Regions from separate parts of the Mus musculus genome. Here all the other regions are linked to region 1. A link is a contact called in public HiChIP or PLAC-seq and promoter capture Hi-C data. All regions are on one chromosome and are shown on one strand. Each heading gives the region's core, a stretch centred on a gene start, on an enhancer-like site or on the middle of the called end of the contact. The rest is flanking DNA. Distances are from core to core; before and after follow the strand shown.

Evidence for each region. Promoter capture Hi-C pulls out the DNA fragments that hold promoters and counts their contacts. HiChIP or PLAC-seq counts read pairs in DNA pulled down with a chosen protein or histone mark.
Region 2: a contact with region 1 is called in an H3K27ac HiChIP or PLAC-seq map of the NIH/3T3 cell line, with 7 times the contacts expected there. The contact joins the enhancer-like site here to the promoter of Slit2 in region 1. A contact is called at or near these places in 9 of 39 promoter capture datasets (the 3T3-L1 cell line, 3T3-L1-derived adipocytes, the HPC-7 cell line and 5 more), 7 of 484 Hi-C or Micro-C datasets (the N1E-115 cell line, adipose-derived mesenchymal stem cells, cortical neurons and 2 more), 7 of 115 datasets of contacts at active chromatin or transcription factors (the NIH/3T3 cell line, craniofacial prominence, embryonic forebrain and 4 more) and 3 of 9 other capture datasets (adipose tissue, embryonic stem cells and liver).
Region 3: a contact with region 1 is called in an H3K4me3 HiChIP or PLAC-seq map of embryonic limb bud, with 6 times the contacts expected there. The contact joins the enhancer-like site here to the promoter of Slit2 in region 1. A contact is called at or near these places in 11 of 39 promoter capture datasets (the 3T3-L1 cell line, the C10 cell line, the HPC-7 cell line and 6 more), 6 of 484 Hi-C or Micro-C datasets (the N1E-115 cell line, cortical neurons, embryonic fibroblasts and 1 more), 11 of 115 datasets of contacts at active chromatin or transcription factors (the NIH/3T3 cell line, craniofacial prominence, embryonic forebrain and 7 more) and 4 of 9 other capture datasets (adipose tissue, embryonic stem cells, liver and 1 more).
Region 4: an H3K4me3 HiChIP or PLAC-seq map of neural tube shows a contact between it and region 1, with 3 times the contacts expected there. The contact joins the enhancer-like site here to the promoter of Slit2 in region 1. A contact is called at or near these places in 10 of 39 promoter capture datasets (the 3T3-L1 cell line, HPC-7-derived erythroid cells, embryonic stem cells and 5 more), 2 of 484 Hi-C or Micro-C datasets (cerebral cortex and uterus), 9 of 115 datasets of contacts at active chromatin or transcription factors (the NIH/3T3 cell line, craniofacial prominence, embryonic forebrain and 6 more) and 2 of 9 other capture datasets (adipose tissue and liver).
Region 5: a contact with region 1 is called in an H3K4me3 HiChIP or PLAC-seq map of embryonic limb bud, with 7 times the contacts expected there. The contact joins the enhancer-like site here to the promoter of Slit2 in region 1. A contact is called at or near these places in 6 of 39 promoter capture datasets (the 3T3-L1 cell line, the C10 cell line, embryonic stem cells and 3 more), 2 of 484 Hi-C or Micro-C datasets (induced germline stem cells and ventral hippocampal neurons), 6 of 115 datasets of contacts at active chromatin or transcription factors (craniofacial prominence, embryonic forebrain, embryonic hindbrain and 3 more) and 2 of 9 other capture datasets (adipose tissue and liver).
Region 6: a promoter capture Hi-C map of the 3T3-L1 cell line shows a contact between it and region 1, with 8 times the contacts expected there. The contact joins the enhancer-like site here to the promoter of Slit2 in region 1. A contact is called at or near these places in 10 of 39 promoter capture datasets (the 3T3-L1 cell line, HPC-7-derived erythroid cells, cranial neural crest and 5 more), 8 of 484 Hi-C or Micro-C datasets (beige adipocytes, embryonic fibroblasts, myocytes and 1 more), 6 of 115 datasets of contacts at active chromatin or transcription factors (embryonic forebrain, embryonic hindbrain, embryonic limb bud and 3 more) and 1 of 9 other capture datasets (embryonic stem cells).

The regions. Positions count from the first base shown.
Region 1 is chr5:47,981,719-47,984,627 of GRCm38.p6, reverse strand. It overlaps Slit2 (slit guidance ligand 2), which reads right to left and starts at 1,473. Exons shown (of 36, transcript NM_178804.5): 1 at 1-1,473.
Region 2 is chr5:47,395,777-47,398,720 of GRCm38.p6, reverse strand. No RefSeq gene overlaps it. Among named protein-coding and RNA genes, the nearest start is that of Slit2, 590 kb to the left of the region's middle. Within about 2 kb of position 1,625, at least 10 of the 459 cell types and tissues checked have an H3K27ac peak or open chromatin away from gene starts, as enhancers often do. A contact at or near this core is called in the NIH/3T3 cell line, where this site is marked.
Region 3 is chr5:47,051,405-47,054,496 of GRCm38.p6, reverse strand. No RefSeq gene overlaps it. Among named protein-coding and RNA genes, the nearest start is that of Slit2, 930 kb to the left of the region's middle. Within about 2 kb of position 1,261, at least 6 of the 459 cell types and tissues checked have an H3K27ac peak or open chromatin away from gene starts, as enhancers often do. A contact at or near this core is called in embryonic limb bud, where this site is marked.
Region 4 is chr5:47,273,072-47,276,127 of GRCm38.p6, reverse strand. No RefSeq gene overlaps it. Among named protein-coding and RNA genes, the nearest start is that of Slit2, 710 kb to the left of the region's middle. Within about 2 kb of position 1,692, at least 22 of the 459 cell types and tissues checked have an H3K27ac peak or open chromatin away from gene starts, as enhancers often do. A contact at or near this core is called in neural tube, where this site is marked.
Region 5 is chr5:47,321,364-47,324,264 of GRCm38.p6, reverse strand. No RefSeq gene overlaps it. Among named protein-coding and RNA genes, the nearest start is that of Slit2, 660 kb to the left of the region's middle. Within about 2 kb of position 1,329, at least 9 of the 459 cell types and tissues checked have an H3K27ac peak or open chromatin away from gene starts, as enhancers often do. A contact at or near this core is called in embryonic limb bud and second pharyngeal arch cranial neural crest, where this site is marked.
Region 6 is chr5:47,430,254-47,433,153 of GRCm38.p6, reverse strand. No RefSeq gene overlaps it. Among named protein-coding and RNA genes, the nearest start is that of Slit2, 550 kb to the left of the region's middle. Within about 2 kb of position 1,388, at least 9 of the 459 cell types and tissues checked have an H3K27ac peak or open chromatin away from gene starts, as enhancers often do.

The DNA of each region.
Region 1 (2,909 bases), core at 224-2,723:
AAATCCGATTCCAGTGGAAAGAGTACAAGGCTGAGGAGGGAACTTAAACAGTAATGGTGGCCCTGATCAAAGTGGATTCCCCCGAAGCTAGAAGGCGCAAGGGCCTGGCAGGTCCAAAGCAGAGCCCTCGGAGAGACTGGTCATGGCGCGCGTGGGGGCGCACCGGGTATTCAGACAGCCTTGGGGGTGCCGGGCGGTGATGCGGGGCTCAGGGCTCAGCTCCCGGGGCCTCTCCACTCCTGCGGCACAGCAGCAGCCTCAACCGTCTTCTCCACTTCCCGACAGCCAAGGATGGCTTGCACACACACATGCACTTCACTGGAGGATATCTTGGCAATCCCGCCTCCCTCCCGGCGTCCTTGGCGACGCTCTGCACCAGGGCCTGCCCCTGAGGTCACACAGAGAGACAAAAGGGCAGTCGGACTGCTGCAGCCTTGCAGGAATATCCACTAGTCCTCACTCCTGCAGTGGGGAAAAATCCAGTAAGCCAAGTTGAGTAGGAAAGGTCCTCTAGCTTGGGCAAGATTTGCAGATAGGCGAGCCCAGAAGAGCAAAGCAAAGACTAGGTGTCCGCGATGCCAGTGCTGCTACTGTGCCCTGATGGATGACTACTAGGTAGAAGGCAGAAAGATGGGGATCTGCTACCCTGGCAGACCCCAGGCGACAACCGAATGGCAGTAGAGTGTGCGCGCTCTTGTCAGCCACTCTGGTCTCCGGGATACGCCGCAGCTCCGCAGCACACACCTGACGGCACAGGTAGAAGAAACAACAGCCAACAGCGACGTCCTGCTGTATGCAGCCTCTCAGCCACCCCTCGGGCAGCCCCTACAAGTGGGTCCTCAGCCTCAAAGTGCAGGAAGTTTCCCCAGGCGTTGGATCCGGTCACCCACTGTCACGGGAGGAGTCCAGCCGCAGACGTTGAGATGCCGCTTAGCCCCGGACGTTGCACCTGACTCGGCGACCACAGACTAGGCAGCGCTTGGCTTCCAGCCCCTTCCCCTCTCAGGGAGGCTTTCGGCACTCGCGGTTCCCGGGAGGAAAGTGGAGAGAGAGGGAAGGCGGAGACTGAGCAGGGACTGGCGCTCCAGAGCCCCAGGCAAGTGTCTAAACAATAGGACGGACTCCGCAGCCTAAGTCTCGCCTGGCTGCTGGAAGGTGGGTTGTTGTTGTAACTGGAGTTGTCCGCTCTGGCTGCTGGGCGCTGAGCGCAGCCAAACAAAAAGACCCCAGTCCGCGCCTCTGGAGTCGCCTGTGGGCCCCCGGGACGTCCCCTTTTTCTCCTCAGTACTCCCGCAGCCTCAGGAAAGCTCGGCAGCTCCGGCCTGCGCCCTGAAGCCTGGGCGCTCCCATCCCTCGCCGCCGCCGCCGCCTCCTTCTCCTCCTTTTTTTAAACCACCGTCTGCGGCAGCCACAGCCGCCGCCTCCTCCAGCCTCCGCCGTCCAGGCGCTCCGTAAATAAATAAGCCCAAGTCCGAAGTTAAAGCGGCCGCCGGTCTTTATATAGCAGCCGGAGCCCCCGCCCTTGGCTCCGCCCCCGCAAGCCTCGCCCCGCCCCCTGGCCGCGCGCGGAAAGCCTGCACCTCGCCCGGGAGAGGTGAGGCCCAGGCTGGCAGCTCCGGCTGCAGACAGCGGCGCGCGTTCCCGTACGCCCCTGCTCGCGCCCAGACTCCTAGGATCCAGCAAACTTGGCCACCAGAAAGAAGAGCTCGGGTCTCCTCCACACAACTCCTTGGCCTCAGAGCTGACCAGAGCCCAGAAACCGAGGTTCCCAGCGGGAGAACGAGGAGAGGGGCAGCTTTGAGGACAGCTCATAAATAAATGGAGAAGGCAGAGCCTCTGTTGTAGCTTTTTGAGTCGCGATCCTAAAGGGGACCGCTCTGGGCTTGCAACACTGAAAGAGAGAAAGAGAGAGACAGCGAGATTATGATTTTAAAATTAAAACAAAAACAAAACAAAACAAGAAAACTCTACTGAAATAGATCTGCCTCCGTGAGCGCGCATTTTATCCCCCCCCCCCCCCCCACACACACACATTTTGTTTGGGTGGCTTCAAAGTTTAGAGTTGTAGCAAGTTGGGAGTAGTGTTTTCAACCTTCTCTCTGGCCTTCCCATCCCTAAGCCACCGTCTTCGGTTAACCCTTTCTTTATAATCACTTACTTAAAAAACGCCATGGTGAGGGATTTGGTTGCGTGGGCACTATACAAACTCACACAACTCCAAGGGTTTGGATAGGTCCCTACGGTTTTACTCTCTTAGCTGGCAAAGGGAAGAGGAAGTAAATCCTAGCGATGCCCATTATACTAGAAGGCTTTCCTTAATTCAGTGCCTAACTGGACACCCCACCCCCATCCCCACCTCACCCCTACCCCCATCCCCATCCCCACCCCTGCACTGTTTTGAAAATGAATTTCCTCCTTCCTTCTTGTCTCTTCAGTGTGATGTCTGGCAGTAGTCAGCATCTCTCAGCAGACACCAACGCCGCTATAGGTTTGAAATAACAACTAAATGAGTCAGCTTCTTCCCTTGCTTTTAATTTCCTCATCTTCTTTGCCTGTAGTCACGTTCTACTTTGTGCCAGCCCCTACCATAAAGTCAGTTTTACAGTAAAGTATCATTCGTATAAAATATCTGACAAACCTTGACCGCGAAGTCGGCCCAGTTCTCTTTAGCATTTTTTGGCATTTAACAAGCTACCTGTAACTTAATAGGTTTCCTGATCAGTGTTTTATTTCATAAATATGAACCGTGAAATCCCTCCAACATCTTTATTTTTGCCTATTTAAAAAATTTTTTTTCAGGATATCTTTCTCAGGTCATTTTGCCTGCCACTGAGATCCAAAAGCCCTTCAGAAGATATTGTCAAAGACAGGCTGTCCCCTCATAAAGTAGATTGGAACTCTTGGTATTA
Region 2 (2,944 bases), core at 376-2,875, 590 kb after region 1:
CCTTTCAGTATCTTTACAGACCTATTTTGTTTATATTTTTAAATTTAATTTTGTGTCCTAATTACTCATCTTGTTTTGCCTCAGGAATACTCCCTAACATACTATATAAAAATCACATTTAATTGGAATATACGTTTTCGAAGTGTTATTTTATATTTTTGTTCTCAGCAGTATACTCATAGATTTTATGTTTAAATATAGTTGTGTAGTAGCTTTGAGAAAATGACATATTGAAGTAATACAGTGCTTTCCTTTCAAAAACAGAATTCAAGCATTGTGAAGTAGGCAGCAGAGAAGACCACTCAGACACAGGTTAAAATCAAGAGAAAGTCTTTTTTAGACAGGCAGTGGGTGACTACCCTGAACGACTAAGACTCAAAGATGCAACCTTAGGCTTTCTCAAGGTAGGCTTTGGAGCATAAGAATTGCATCCTAGGTTGACACACCTAAAATACCAAGAAGAGATACGCAGAATCAGAACTATAGAAGCCAAAATAGCAAGATTAAGACATTTAGGGACTTTGCCAGAACTATGGACTTGGATAGATCCTGTCTTTTCCTTATTTTGGCAGGAGATACAGTCCACGTGTTGCCTCCCAAGGCCTGAACTGTGCTCTGTCATGGTCTCAGTTTTGCTATGGTCCCAGAGCCTACTAAGATCTGGAGGCCTGTTTTACAAGATTAGTTAATATATGATCCAGGTAAAACTACCAAAATCACCACTAATAGTACAAGGCACTCAGTTAAAAGTGTGTTTCAGATAAATTACAATTTTCAAGTAAGCATTCACCTTGTAATATTTAAGAAATATTATAGAGCTGATCTGTAGGACATAGTTATAGTTAATGTGTTTACTCAAAATGTAAGTTAATTGATCTTGGATGTATTCTATCTGACATCTTTCCCCAAGGATGGCTATATATTTAGTTGTAAGGGGATTATGACTTGCAAAGGTTTCCACATCTTCATTGGACAAACATAAGAGGTTCTATAGTAAGCAAAGATGAAGCTACAGAATGAGAGTCAGTTTACAGACGCACTGGTGCTAATATAGACCAATTATAATGGCCATCTTGAGCAGGTTTACTCTATTCACAGCCAAATCAGAAAAGACAGCAAAGGAGACTACCTTGGAATAGAACCTGAACCCAATATGCTAGCTTTGAAAATGGCGGGGCAAGAAGCCAAAGGAAGTGGGCAACTCCAGACAATGGAGAAGGAAAAAATAGTGAAGTCTCCTCTCTACCATTCCATAAAGTCCACAGCATGATCTAGCGTGCCATTCTGTCTGGCAACGTCCTTGTTGCTTTTTACCCACAAGTGGTTGCAATGCATTTGTATACTCTTAAGAGGATATTCTGTGGTCATTTTTGTCTGGTGCCTACAGAAAACTTATTTGTACAAAGCTATCAACATCTCACTTGAGTCCCATAATGGGATAGTTTTATACAATACATTCTAAACTCCTAACTCAGTACTACTTTCTGGAGCGAAGTACCTTCCACTTTCTCCCCCTGGTCATTTCTTTCTCAGATGGATACATTCCACCTGGCCTCCTCCACTGTTGGGAAGCTAACATTGTTTTGTTCGTTTGTTAGTCATCGCGTGTGAAAGGCTTGAGGAGCAAAAAGGCAATCAGCGTCTTAGAGCATTAGTCATGAAATTAACGTCAGCAGATGCCACTGGGGAATCACAGTGCAGAGCAAATCAAAGACAGCTGAGATAACCAAAAGCTGTTTGCGTGGAACTTTCTAAATCTGAGATGACATTCAGGCCCCAGTACCGCTTTGCAGGAGTTCAAAATAAAAATCCAGGTTTCAAATGCACCGTATTTATCAATAGTTATTGTATTATAGGTGGTAAATCTAAAATGATTTTGTTTTTGCAATATGGCTGTGAATACAAGAGAGGCCTCTCACTGAAGGCTGAAATCACCCTGAGTTCTGGGAATGACTCCTAGCTCACAAGTTTGTGATGAGGCTAGGAAGATTTTTATGGTCCTTTAAAGATGTGTATGTTTTACAGAGTATTCTCACAGAACCCAGGTCAGAGATGTAGTAAAAGTCATTAAGATGGAGTTCTCATACTCAAGAGGTTCAAGGTATACAAGTTTAGAAAAAATAACTGTTGTACAAAGCAGACACTGTTCTCACAAAAGAGCAGACATTGAGGAGCGCAATGGCAGAGTTGCCACTGCCCGAAGGCTGTCCTGAGGATGGAATGTCTGGCCTGGAGATCCATGGCTGAGCATGGGTTTTTCAGATGAATATACAACCTGTATTAGGAAACAAGAAGATTTTTGTCCAAAGAACACTCATTATCAGATACATATATCTGCAAGTTCTGATGCATGTGATATGCTAATTAATGTTACACGTATGCATCTGTACAAGTGGCAAAGGACTGAAAAATGGATACTTCCATTTAGAATATCAGTAGGAAGTTGCTTTATTTATTGTAGACAACTTGTTTTTCCTTAATAACATTCTTTGAAGGCTTCTCTTCACTTAGTATTTTGAGCTAAGCATTAAATTAGGTAATTTTCATCTATTACTTTTCTTCTGAACATCTTTGCAAGTTTAATCATTTTGTGGATGCCAGAAGTGGGCTGTGCGCACAGATTGCTTATAGATATGGTTGCTGACCTATGGAAACCAGGGATAGAGTATGGTTTGGGTAACTATGCCATGTTCAGTTTTGAACATGCTGAATTTGAGATTCTGTGGAAGTATAGAAAGTATCTACACACACAAACACACACACACACACTTTTCAAGTCAATTTTGTATCAGGAAACATTGCCTTGGAGATTATTAATAGTATATATCAATTATAGCCCCAAATGCTGATCTAACTTAAGGAAGAAGAAAATGTAGAGAGCTTCTAGTGGAAATAAGCACAGGGAACTCCCATACAGATGTAGATGTAAACTGGAACAATATCC
Region 3 (3,092 bases), core at 12-2,511, 930 kb after region 1:
GGTTTTTAGATTTAACTATAGGACTTAAATAAAGTAGATTTTTTTCTTTTACAAAGCAGCTGATACTTTAAAATAAAGTCTATCATGTTCTCATGAACTTGTAGTTACACAGCTAAGATACACTGACATGTTTGAAACCACAACAATTTATCTATATGTTCCATCATGATAGCTGCTGTTGTTACTAAGCTGCACATCTATTCCAAGCTGTTAATCACTATGGACTACATTTTATGGCTAAGATTCAAATAGCTCCTCCATGCCACACTCTTCTGTCTGTGATCATAGAGATACATGCTTGTTAGGAAAATCTAGTCACCCCTGGTCTTCATGCATTACTCTACTGGCTGGTGTGACACCCTCACTGTTGACACCATATCCACTAACACTCACTCTTCACTGTCTTTGGCATCCCTGCTTCCAAATGAGCATTTCCCCCTTATTCTTTACCTTCATGCTGGGCTATAGGTCTGTATTCAAAGCGATTGCAAACACAGCATCTGCCCAACTTCTATTTCATTTGCTTACTAAGTCTGAGACTCAAACACAAGCATGATAGCTGGGCTATCTCGTTTTGTCAGGGTAAATTTACAAGTTTTCTTACACAAACCATGACACGCTGTGAAACTGCTGGGTGTAGATTTGGAAAAGAAAAAGACGAAGGTGGCTTCAACTCTAATTTTTAAAGTGTCCTTATTGTCCATTTTGTTTCCTCAATTTCTTTGTTCCCAATCTTGTAGAAGTATAAAAGCATCTACCACAATTCAAGGACTATGTTGAAATGCAAGAACTTATTTATAAACAAATGCTATACACTGCCAAAAACAAACAAAAAACCCTACAAAAATCATCAGGATTCATTGGTGACCAGATAATATTTTCTTTTAGTTGTATCTTTATAGCTATTTTATCTCGTGCACATAGCAACACCATGAAATAAACCAAAGGACACTAAGTAATTTGCTTGGATCCTGGAAGCATAATCAGTGAACTTGGACGCCAGGCAGCTTCGTTCCAAATCCCAATTTTTATACTCTCTGCACTGTTTAATTCCTTTGCTCCCTCCTCTTTTAAGGATGCTACTTGTGTAACTTTTGCAAGTCATTTACATCATAATGTAGACGGTGGGAACCATTGGTAGAAACACACAATGAGAAATGAAGGCAGATTCTTGGAGCCAAAAAGTTCTGTCAAAGTCATCTAGGTGAACCCTTGCCTTTCAGAAAGCTCACCAAACCATTCCAGACATGCTGTCAGGAAAGGAATTAGTCGCTCTGCTAACTCCTTCTCTGCTTAACCATGCTTGCTAACCCCCAGAGTCCCCCCTTACATCGCGCCAAGTCCCTCCAGCTGCAATTTATGCCCTGCTTCTACTATTGTTGCTTCATCAAAGAGCAAAAACAGCTGGTCTCCAGCCTCAGCATAATCACCCACTAGATGATGGAGGTGGTTACCAAGTCACTCTCTAACAACTTCAGCCCAAGCCTTACAGCCAGACCTGTTTACTGGGCAACTGACAGCCAGAGCAAGTAGAAGAAAATACATTCAAACATATTCACACCTAGTAAAAACCTGGGCAGGAAAGCTGTTTTAGGAATAGATGTAATCTCCAGTTCATATTGCAACTAATCTTTTGCAATTGTTTTAAATCTGAAGCACATTCAATAATGGCCAGATATCACTTTTATGCAATTTGGGATTGGCTTTATCTGAATTTGTGGTAATTAAATCAAGAAATCCAAGGTGGGGAAAAAAAAAAAGGTTTGGACAGAGGCCAGCAGGATATTTGATCTAAGGCCCATGTGCCTGAAATTAGACATGAAAGTTAAAACTGTGCTGTCCTTAAATCATTATGGCAAATGAAGGGGAAAGATCTGTTTGCTAGAGAGACAGAGAGACAGAGAAACAGACAGAGGCAGACAGAGAGAGAGAGAGAGATAGAAACAGAGAGAAGCAGCAGAGACAGAGATATTGAAACAGAGAAAGCAGCAGAGACAGAAAAGAGACACAGAGACAGAGGCAGAGAAATAGTCACAGACATGAGACAAACACAGGAGAGAATAGAGACAGAGACAGAAATAGAGATAGAGATGGGGTAGGCTGACACCCAGTGGGAATTGCCAGGGACAGTGATAATTTCCAGAAACTTTCCACACTGACTGAAAAGCTGTTTGCTATGACAGTATGAGTGAACAAGAATGGACAGATCCCTATAATTACGAACTCCACTTCCTGAGAGATTGCCTGTGTGTCTGAGGAAATAGAACACAGTATACATAGAGTAGTTTTAAAGTCAGACAGCACCTTCAGTTAAAACCAGGTAGTTATATAGCCTGCCATTCATTGTTTTCTTTCTTTCTTTCTTTCTTTCTTTCTTTCTTTCTTTCTTTCTTTCTTTCTTTCTTTTTTCCAATACCTTTTAGAAGTTGTGTCTCACTTGGAATGACTGTTCTGAGATACACTTTTCTCCACTAAGTCAATGGAATCCTTTCCTCCACTAAGTCAATGGAATCCTGAAAACATGGTTCTTAAAGAATGGGAATCACACTCAGGCTCCAATAATAGTTTGAGTCAAGAGGATATGAAGCAATATATTTTTTTACCATTAATTATTCTACCCAATCAACCATCAACACAATAAAAACGAAGACAGTTTCAACCTAGTCATGAGCTTTATTTGACCCATACATAAAGAACTTCTAATACTACCTGGCACATAGCTTGACAGATACTGAACATTACTGCCCATCATTACTATAGAAAGCAGCATATGATTTGACTAGACCGTTCAAGAATAACAAAATTAGGGTGTAATGTGGATGACTTTTTTCTTTTTTAAATAGAGAAGACATCTCAGTGGTAAGGTATTGGAAGAAGTCAAAGAGGAATGCTACACTCCTGACTGCAAGCACAACATGGCATCAGTAATTGTGTCAGGGTTTTGTGCCTGCACATGGGATGTATCCTAAGTTGGACTAGTCCCTGGAAAGCCTTTCCTTCTATTTTTGCTCCAAGTCTCTATTTTGTGGAATAATGATTGAAGACTTAGCTCTTCTTTGAAGGTCTGGTAGAATTCTGCAGTAAAACCATCT
Region 4 (3,056 bases), core at 443-2,942, 710 kb after region 1:
CCTTCAAACAGTTTAAAGGGCAAAACTTGGACCAGAAAAATGTTATTTTGAAATGTAGATTTAAATATCTCATCTATGGTCTTACTGAAATAATAATTATCCACACAAAGCCTCAATTTTCCCTTTTGCAAAACAGAAATCATAATATCAATTTCAAAACTATCATCATATATTTAGGAAATCTCTTATATTATAAAATTATAAGAATTTTATAACACACTCAGGTAGAAGTGTCAGTCTTTAAAGGAAAGCAGGAATAAATAGTGTTTTATCGAAGAAAACAATGTGTAATAATTTCTATAGGGATTAAATTAGCCCCTCAGAAGCTGTATACTCAGCTTGCCTAACTAGCTGTCAGAATTTAGATATCAATGACATCATTTGAAGAGCCCTTCACATCCTTTCATTTCTAGTCCATCACCATCCCTAGGTTTCAGCTCCCAATACCTAGGAATGATTTCTAGGAGTTTCTAAACAACGAACCTTTTATGGAAGGATTTCAAAAGCGTTGGTGAACAAAGCTTTAAAACAAGCCTTCAACTCACTTTTTCAAATTGCTGCTATTTCTTAACTCCCACAGTTTGGAAGGTCATTATAAAAATCTGGAAACATTCATTAAACTAGTTGTTATATGCTTTTAATGCATAGGGTCTTGATCCCGAAAGCTGTACGACATGCAAAGTAGATCTAACTATGTGGCGAAGTTGACAGGTAAGTAACTGACTGCCTGAATGATTTGACTATCTGTTCCTTAGAGCATATAAATCCACTGCTCCTACACAATCCTCTTTTGATGTCAGGGTAAAGAGACTTTGCTTCTCTGCGCCCTTAGATTTTTAGGCAGAAATTATTGTAGAGGTAATCACAGTGCTGACATTTATTTATAGATGTGCGGTTTCCCACTATACTTCGGAAACCATGCCTGAATTTCCTATGTTTTAGAGATAACTTGGCAAGATGTGTGTGAATGTTAGATGTCTCAAAAGCTTTGATGAATGAGTAAGTGGAATTCCAAGGAGACATTGGTTTTGTTTTGTGTTTTGATTTTTTAAAGTAAGGCCTCCAGAGCTGATTGAGTTTTCAGTAAGCATTTTGCAAGTTATTACAAATGAATTTTAGATAACTTCTTAGGAGTGGCTACAACAACAGATAACTAAGAACAAAGCCATACACTGGGGAAAGAAAATAATACAAAGAGGGGAAATGCCTCACAGAGAGGGAGAAGGCCTCATAGAAGGAGAAGGCCTCACAGAGAGGGAGAAGATTTAACAGAGGAAGAGGCACTCATAGAGGGAGAAGGCCTCACACAGAGGGAGTCAGACTCACAGAGAATAAGAAGTAAGAGAGGAGGAAGCCTCACAGAGACAAAGAAGTCCTAACAGACAAGTGGGTCTCACAGATGGAGAAGCCTTCACACCGAGGGATAAGGTCTCACAGACTTCCCAGAGAAAAGGGAGACCTCAAAGTGAGGAAGAGGACCTCACAGAAAGGAAGACTTCCCAAAAAGGGAAAAAGGCCTCACAGAGTGGGAAGGCCCAGAGCAAAGGTGGAAGGCTTCACAAAGGGAAAAGGCCTCACAGAAAGAAAAGCCCTTACAGTGAGGGAGAAGGGCTCACAGAGAGGGAGAAAGCCTCTCAGAGGAAGAAGGCCTCAGAGAGGGAGAAGGAAAGAAATGTCTCATATTTCCTACCACCAGTGTTGTGCAGATAAGAGATCAAGCATATCCTGTTTTACTAAGATAAAGAGAGTGACATCTGACACATTACCAAAGAGGTTACATGTTTTTTTCCCAACTTATTCTTCACCGAGACCCTAAAAACTAGAAAGCTTAAAAAGTCTGTTTCAGAACAGGCACTAGGGCCTGCAAAAATTTCTCAGAGGTAGCTCCTCTTAGTGGCAGGATCAGGTTTAGAGGAGTCAGCCCCTTCCTAACCTAAGCACCCTTTAGAATTCAGAGAAAGCCTCTGCACTGTGTACCTACAGCTCTGTCCTGGGTGTCTGGACTGGCCATTCAAAGCCAGGAAGTGTAACTGGAGCCAGCGCAGAAACACTCCTGTCAAAACTGGTGCAAAGGTCATGCAGAGGGCAGATGGCAGCAGGTAGGAGAGAGGATGGGGAGGATGTTTACATGCCCCACATGTTTGGCATAGTAGACACCCTCTGGTCTCTTAAACTTGGCAGGGAAGAAAGAATATCTTGGCTAGGATAACTCTGAATCCGCACGTATTCTTGGTATTGATGTACTTTCGTCTGGGTGGGAATGACAGACATCTTTTGTCCAAGTCTGGCAGGTACACAAGAGAAGACACTGCCTCGACACAGTGCAACCACTGACAACGCAGACACCCATAAGCCCCTAAGTAATACAAACGCCCTCCTTTCCTTTGATCCACAATTATTCATAAAAATATCCAATATGCTGAAATGCTGTGTGATTTATGAAGCAGCTGCGCTCCAAATACACTTAAATCCTCCCATCTCTTGTGGAAAAGAAAAAAGGGGATAGAAAACAGCTTGTATAATAAGCAAGTAAGGATGCCAAGGTCAGAGCAATAAGCATCAAGATAACTCAGAGCTGCAAAAGGCAGGACTGAGTCCAAGACAAAGCTGATCAAGGGGAGTTGAGAGTAAAACGCCAGAGATAACAAGTGTGCCCTGAGTTCAAAGAAACAGAACAAGAAAAGAATATTTAATATATCTAACACATGTCACTTGCTTATTGCAGATAATATTCTGTCTCTGGGATTTTTTTTTTTAAAGAATTGCTTCATTTATTGTGAACTTGGCATTGTCCAGTTCTGTCAAAAGTGAGCTAGTGAACGATCTAAGAGCTAAGGGTCTCCAGTAAGGAAGTGAAACACAGAGGTCCCAGTATCTACATAGACACATTCAAAACATGCTACAGGATTCTGCTACCCATCAAACAAGGTGTAGTGTCAGGATTCAATGGGCAGACAATTCCATGTATTAAGTCATGGGCTTTATCCGTAGAAAAAAGGAAAGGGACGTGGAAAGAGCAGCCTGGCTCTGAATCGGAAGAATCAGTTACTGATATA
Region 5 (2,901 bases), core at 80-2,579, 660 kb after region 1:
CTAGGTTTCAAAAAATAAATCACAAAAAGTAGAGAATGAAAAGTAATGAAGGAGATAAAAAGGGAAGTGGGGGTTAGATTTGATCAAAATACCTTATATGAAATGCATACATTTTATGGAATTCTCAATACATTTTTGAAAAACGAGATTGTCTTCTCATGTTTGCTTGCAGGCCAGACAGGAAACGTTTTACACACACACACACACACACACACACACACACACACACACACACACATACAGAGAGAGAGAGAGAGAGAGAGAGAGAGAGAGAGAGAGAGAGAGATGCAACATCAGACACAAAACTTTTGTACTCCGAGCTTAAGGAAATTATGGAAGAGTGTGGTATCACATTTTGCTGCCTTTTGAAAGACCCCAAATTCAAGCATTTTGAGGATGTTTATGGTTGCTATGATAATATTATTGATACACAGTGAAAAATTTCACCATAACTCAACTGACAAAAGATGCTTGCTCTTTAAGGGTGCCATCAGTTGCCAGTTGTCACAGGCTTAGGCTGTCGGAACAGAGAAGTTTGAGATAGCTGTCTGCAGAAGGTACATCCTTTTACTCCTTAAGAAGTTTGTAAATGACAAACCTGAAGACATGAGATCACTATAAAATAAGGTACCCAATTTATTTTAATAAAGATGGTGAGCACAGATAAGAATGAACAGGAACATGTAAAGAAGTAAGTAAGGCTTCAAGAAGAAATTAGGATTTTCCCGTTTGGAAGTGAAGAACAGCCACATGAAGTTGATTAGGCAGTTTAGAAGGGCAAGAGATTTGAACAGAATTTTAAAGGACTGGAAGGATGTGGACTTTGCAAACAGCTGATTGAAGGGCTGGGTACACTGTAAGTGAAAGAGATGAGCTGCAGGAATGGAAAATTCTGCAGCTGTGCTTACTGCGACTTCTAAGAAAAGAAAGAACTGTAATGATCCTTTAAAAATAACCTGAAGGCATGGAGACATTCTGTGACACGTGGTGACATTCACCTTTGATCCTTGGAGCTGCCCTGGGGTCGAAGATACCTACCTTGTCAGCTTCTTTAGTATCTCACTTGCAACATGTGAATTCCCTTCCTGGAGTTTAGAGAAAGCATTTCGAGCAGCACAATCTCCTCTTATGAAGTTCAAATTCTAGCAGCCTGACATTAGTAACAAGAGATTAGAGGTGTGAACTTCCTCAATATATGTTAACAAGGTGCTAAATGTGAAGGCCAATTATAGCTACCCCTAACTTCCTGTCTCCTGAATGCCCAGTGACTGAGCATGATCAGGGTAAGGCTCTTGCCCTGTGGTATTTATAGGATTCTCAGCTGAAACATATTGGATTCCTGAAAGTGTGGTTGTGGATTCCTTGGGGTATTGAGGAATTTTGTAGGCTCACCATAAATGCTCCAGATGCCTTCCAGAACACCTGGCAATAAATTCCAGCCCCTTGGACTTCCCCTTTCTTCTGATGTAAGGTTATTAAATATGAAATATTACATGCTGAAATGCACATAAAACAGCCTAATTAGTAAGAGGAGGAAGTGAGGGCAGGGGCACATATGCTAAGAATGGGATCACGGAGGGGCTAAGGGCTATGCTTTGTAATTGCAAAAACACAGAAAATCCTACCCCCTTCATAGACTTGCTTGTATAACAGTCTTCTCTGTTGATCTTGTGTTGTTCAAGCAGGTTCAGCAGTCCAACACAGTTAGTATTAAGAATTTTACTTTTCTCCTAAACACAAAACAAAAAACAAGACAAAACAAAAACAAACAAAAAACACTATTTTTTTTTATTACAACAGTTTTACAAGGAACAAAAAAAATTACAAGGAAATAGTCTAGTGATTTCTCATATGGCCCTTACCATACACTCTTCATCCAAATGTTAACACAATAAAATGCCAACATGCAGATTCAAGCCACTACAGGAAATTAAGGATCTCTCCCTCTCTCCTTCTCTTGACCTTAGTCTCTCTTCTTATGCATTTCTATTTCACCATATTCCATATAATGTTGTAATTAAGCTCTCTGCCATTCTGGCACAGTAAGCTCATTAATATGATATTTGTCTTAGATCCCTGAATGCTGCTCTTTGTACCTCCAAGTGATCACTGAAAGCAGACATTAGAACTCTTTTAATCTGTTGATTTTTAGACCCCATAGTGGAAAAGACCTTGATTCAAAAACGTAAACACTGTTTTCTCACAGGAAGTATGAATCTATATTATGTTGCTATTTACTGGGCAACTCTCACCACCATCTGTCAGACAGAAATAATAGAATTAGAGACCGCATGTTTAAAGATAGATTCATGGAAGAAAAGCATATATGTATACACTATGTGACACACTGTTCCTATGTTTCCTACGTGACCTGACCTGGAGCCCTTCACAAAGGAATAACTAGAAACACACACACACACACACACACACACACACACACACACTGGAGCTTGTATAACTGTAAAACTTGAATCAGAAAGCAAATGTACATTGTATAATGCTGAATGTGCTTTGCGAGTATTTGTGATTTTCCAAGTCTGTATATATTCTTTTCTTCACATTCCTGGAACACTCCTTTCCTCTAGACACAGGGAAGAAGAACCCCCTTGGGGAAAAAAGGTTCTATGATTCACTTTGGAGTAAGAATTGATGTTGGCCTGATTTAGAGGAAATAGGTGAGAGAAAGATCTTACTGGCCTTCCTGATTATCTTAGTACTCAATTGCTGTGAAGAACACCATAATCATAGCAACTCTTTATTTATTTATTTATTTATTTATTTATTTATTTATTTATTTATATTTTAGTTTTTTATTCAACAAATTATAATTTTATATAATTATATACATATGTTCATAAAATGTATAGTTATTCATTGAACACAATATCATATCATAATAAG
Region 6 (2,900 bases), core at 139-2,638, 550 kb after region 1:
ACTACTGCCCAGCTGATATTACATTTTGTATAGTTTCCTTTATGGTGTTTGTATTTTTTTTTAAGTTTGCTATTTGGACTCTAAAACTTTCAGGTGACTTTCATTAAATGTATAATGAAATTCCTAACTCTTTAACATGGCTTAGAAATACATAAACTGGGGTCACCTCATTACATAGAACCTTTCACCTTCATGCCTTTCACCAAGACCTTTGAAATAGCACTGTCTTGATTTGACTTTATCTATAAAATTTATTGATCATTATTAGGATTATCATAGTATTTAGCATGATTCTTTGTTTAATAATATTACTAATTAACTATGTTCAAACATGTTTTATGAAATATTTATCAAAGCATAACTCAACATATCCACACACACATATATCCACATTCAATAAAGTGGGTAACTATAAACGCAGGTATTTCATTCGGCATTAGCTGGACTATTTTAACCTAGTTATTTTTCCGGTTATGTGTATTTTTACTATGAAAAATTTAACTGTGGATTTCAAAATTATGTAATTTAGGTTTAGCAATCATTTCAAAGCTTTCACCTTTCTTAATTTTTAAGTACAGAATCTGTTGATTTTACAAATATAAGACTTTATTAAGGATCCTACCAGCAAGAACAGGAGCAAAGGTGGATAATGTCCTTTTCTGGTGTCTTCTAGCCTCATCGCCTGGACCTAGTCACCACATACCACGTGGACTCCGAAAAGCTTTCCCACCTAAATAGTACCAAATGTGTGTAGCTTTGCTTGGCACATAGTGTTGGTGGGAATCCAAGGTGTGCTCATCAACTTCTCCATAAGTAAAAAAGTGATCATGCTAGCATTATAGACAATATGCTAGAGGAAATAACTGTTTCATCTAGGTTAATCTGAGGTCATGAGAAAGAGCCATACTTGGATGAAATTAAAGATACTGAAGCATATGAGATAGATGAGAAAAAGATTGCCTTCTCGGATGCTTCAGAAACTGTAATTAGTGGTCTGCAGTGACTGGCCACAGCAGTTCAGGCCTTCCTTCAGCAAACAGCTGTCTTTCCTTTTTAAGAAGAGCTATATAAGGCAGGCATACCACATGGTCTTCTTTAAAGAGCTAGAACTTTTTCTCTATATCATACTTTAATCCCTTCCCTTTCCTTCAGAAGCTGGGAGAAGGGACCTTATCAAAGAGAGAATTAAAAAAAAAAAAAAAAAAAAAAAAAAGCTTCTGGTGTTACGATTTCCCAGACAACCTTCTGGAATCCTTAAACAAAAAGCCAGATTCTCGCTCGCACCGTGAAGTGGTTTGCCCTGGTGTTTCTACTCTGACAATCTCTCCATAATACCTCCAGGCTGTGTGGACAAAAGCCAAACAGAACTGTCACCTTTGCCCTGTGCTTGCAGGCTTTGAAGATCCCTGTTGTCCCTGTGAACTTGTAAATGTAGCTCCATCCTCCTTCCCACAGGCAACTCTGGGGCCTTGGAGGTACAAAAGGAACTAGACAAATGGCTCTTCTCTTCTAATTTCAGCAGAACTGTAAAACCCAGTCTTCTGTCCCATAATTGCTTCAGAGATTCGGGCTTTCCAAACTCTGGGTCAAGCTTCAGTTGCACTGCAGGAAAAGATACGTTTCACACTCTTGCCAGGATAGCTATTGTCAGAATGAAACACAGATTTTTGTTTGTTTGTTTGTTATCGGGACACAAAAGGAATTCCTGGAAAGATTTTTCCAACCATCCCACTTCTCAGTTTGAAGAGTTTCAAGCATGAGAGTGTTTAGTTGAAAACACAACTTTCAGATGGGCTTTTCGGAATTTTTGGCTGAAGTCAATGGAAAATCATGCTGCATATTACCAAAAATTACTAACAAAATTTTTTAATCAATGAACTATAAAAATATTGAAAATAATTCATTGTCAAGAATGCCTGAGGAAGATAGCTCAACCAATGTTTTAAGCCCCGAGGAGGCACCAAAGACTTATGTTAGGTAATGCCAGCAAATCTCTGTACATATGCCATGTGCCATCCACGCATATTAGATAATCCAACTCAAAATAAGTATTATGGAATACTGTGATTGTTATTTCAGATCTACAGATAAAGAAGCTGAGGGTGACTAGGTAATAATTTTCTCAAGATAATAAATTATTGCATTCTGAAGTAAGAACAGCAGACAAAGTCATACAAGGACACCTTTAATCCCAGCACTTGGGAGGCAGAGGCAGGTGGATTTCTGAGTTCTAGGCCAGCCTGGTCTAGAAAGTGAGTTCCAGGACAGCCAAGGCTATACAGAAAAACCTTGTCTCCAAAAACCAAAAACCAAACCAAAACAAAAACAATAACAACAACAGCAAAAACAACCCACCCCCAAATAAAAAACAAGGACACATGCACCTCTGTAAACAATTTCAGCCTCTGTTAGACACTGCACTGTTTTTGTTACTATCATTTTGCCTCCTAACAGGCTCTGGGTAGCAGGCACCATCAAGAGAATGAGGTCTTAATCAGCTGCACATGACTTCAAATCTCTGTTTCAGATTCAAATTCTGTAGATACCCGACTTTACTGTGTTCAAGTCTGCATCCTGCCTTTAAAGGGGTTCAGAAGCAAGTGTCTGGCCTCTGAAGTGGGACTCAGGTAAGAATAAATATGTGCAAATGAGGAATTGAGTTCAGATGCCTAGCAACAAGAGGCATTGCACTCTATTATAGTAATAGCTAATACCTTGGATGGGAAGAAAATCTAAATCCTACTTAAAGACTACCATACAATTTAGAAAAATTGCCTCTGCAATAGTATTAATTGCTTTCAAATGTAAGTGGCCTTTTCTTGAAAAGACACCATTTTGAATTTTATCCTAACCATAAACAGTTTATAATCAGTGGAAAGACAACCTGAAGAGACTAATTG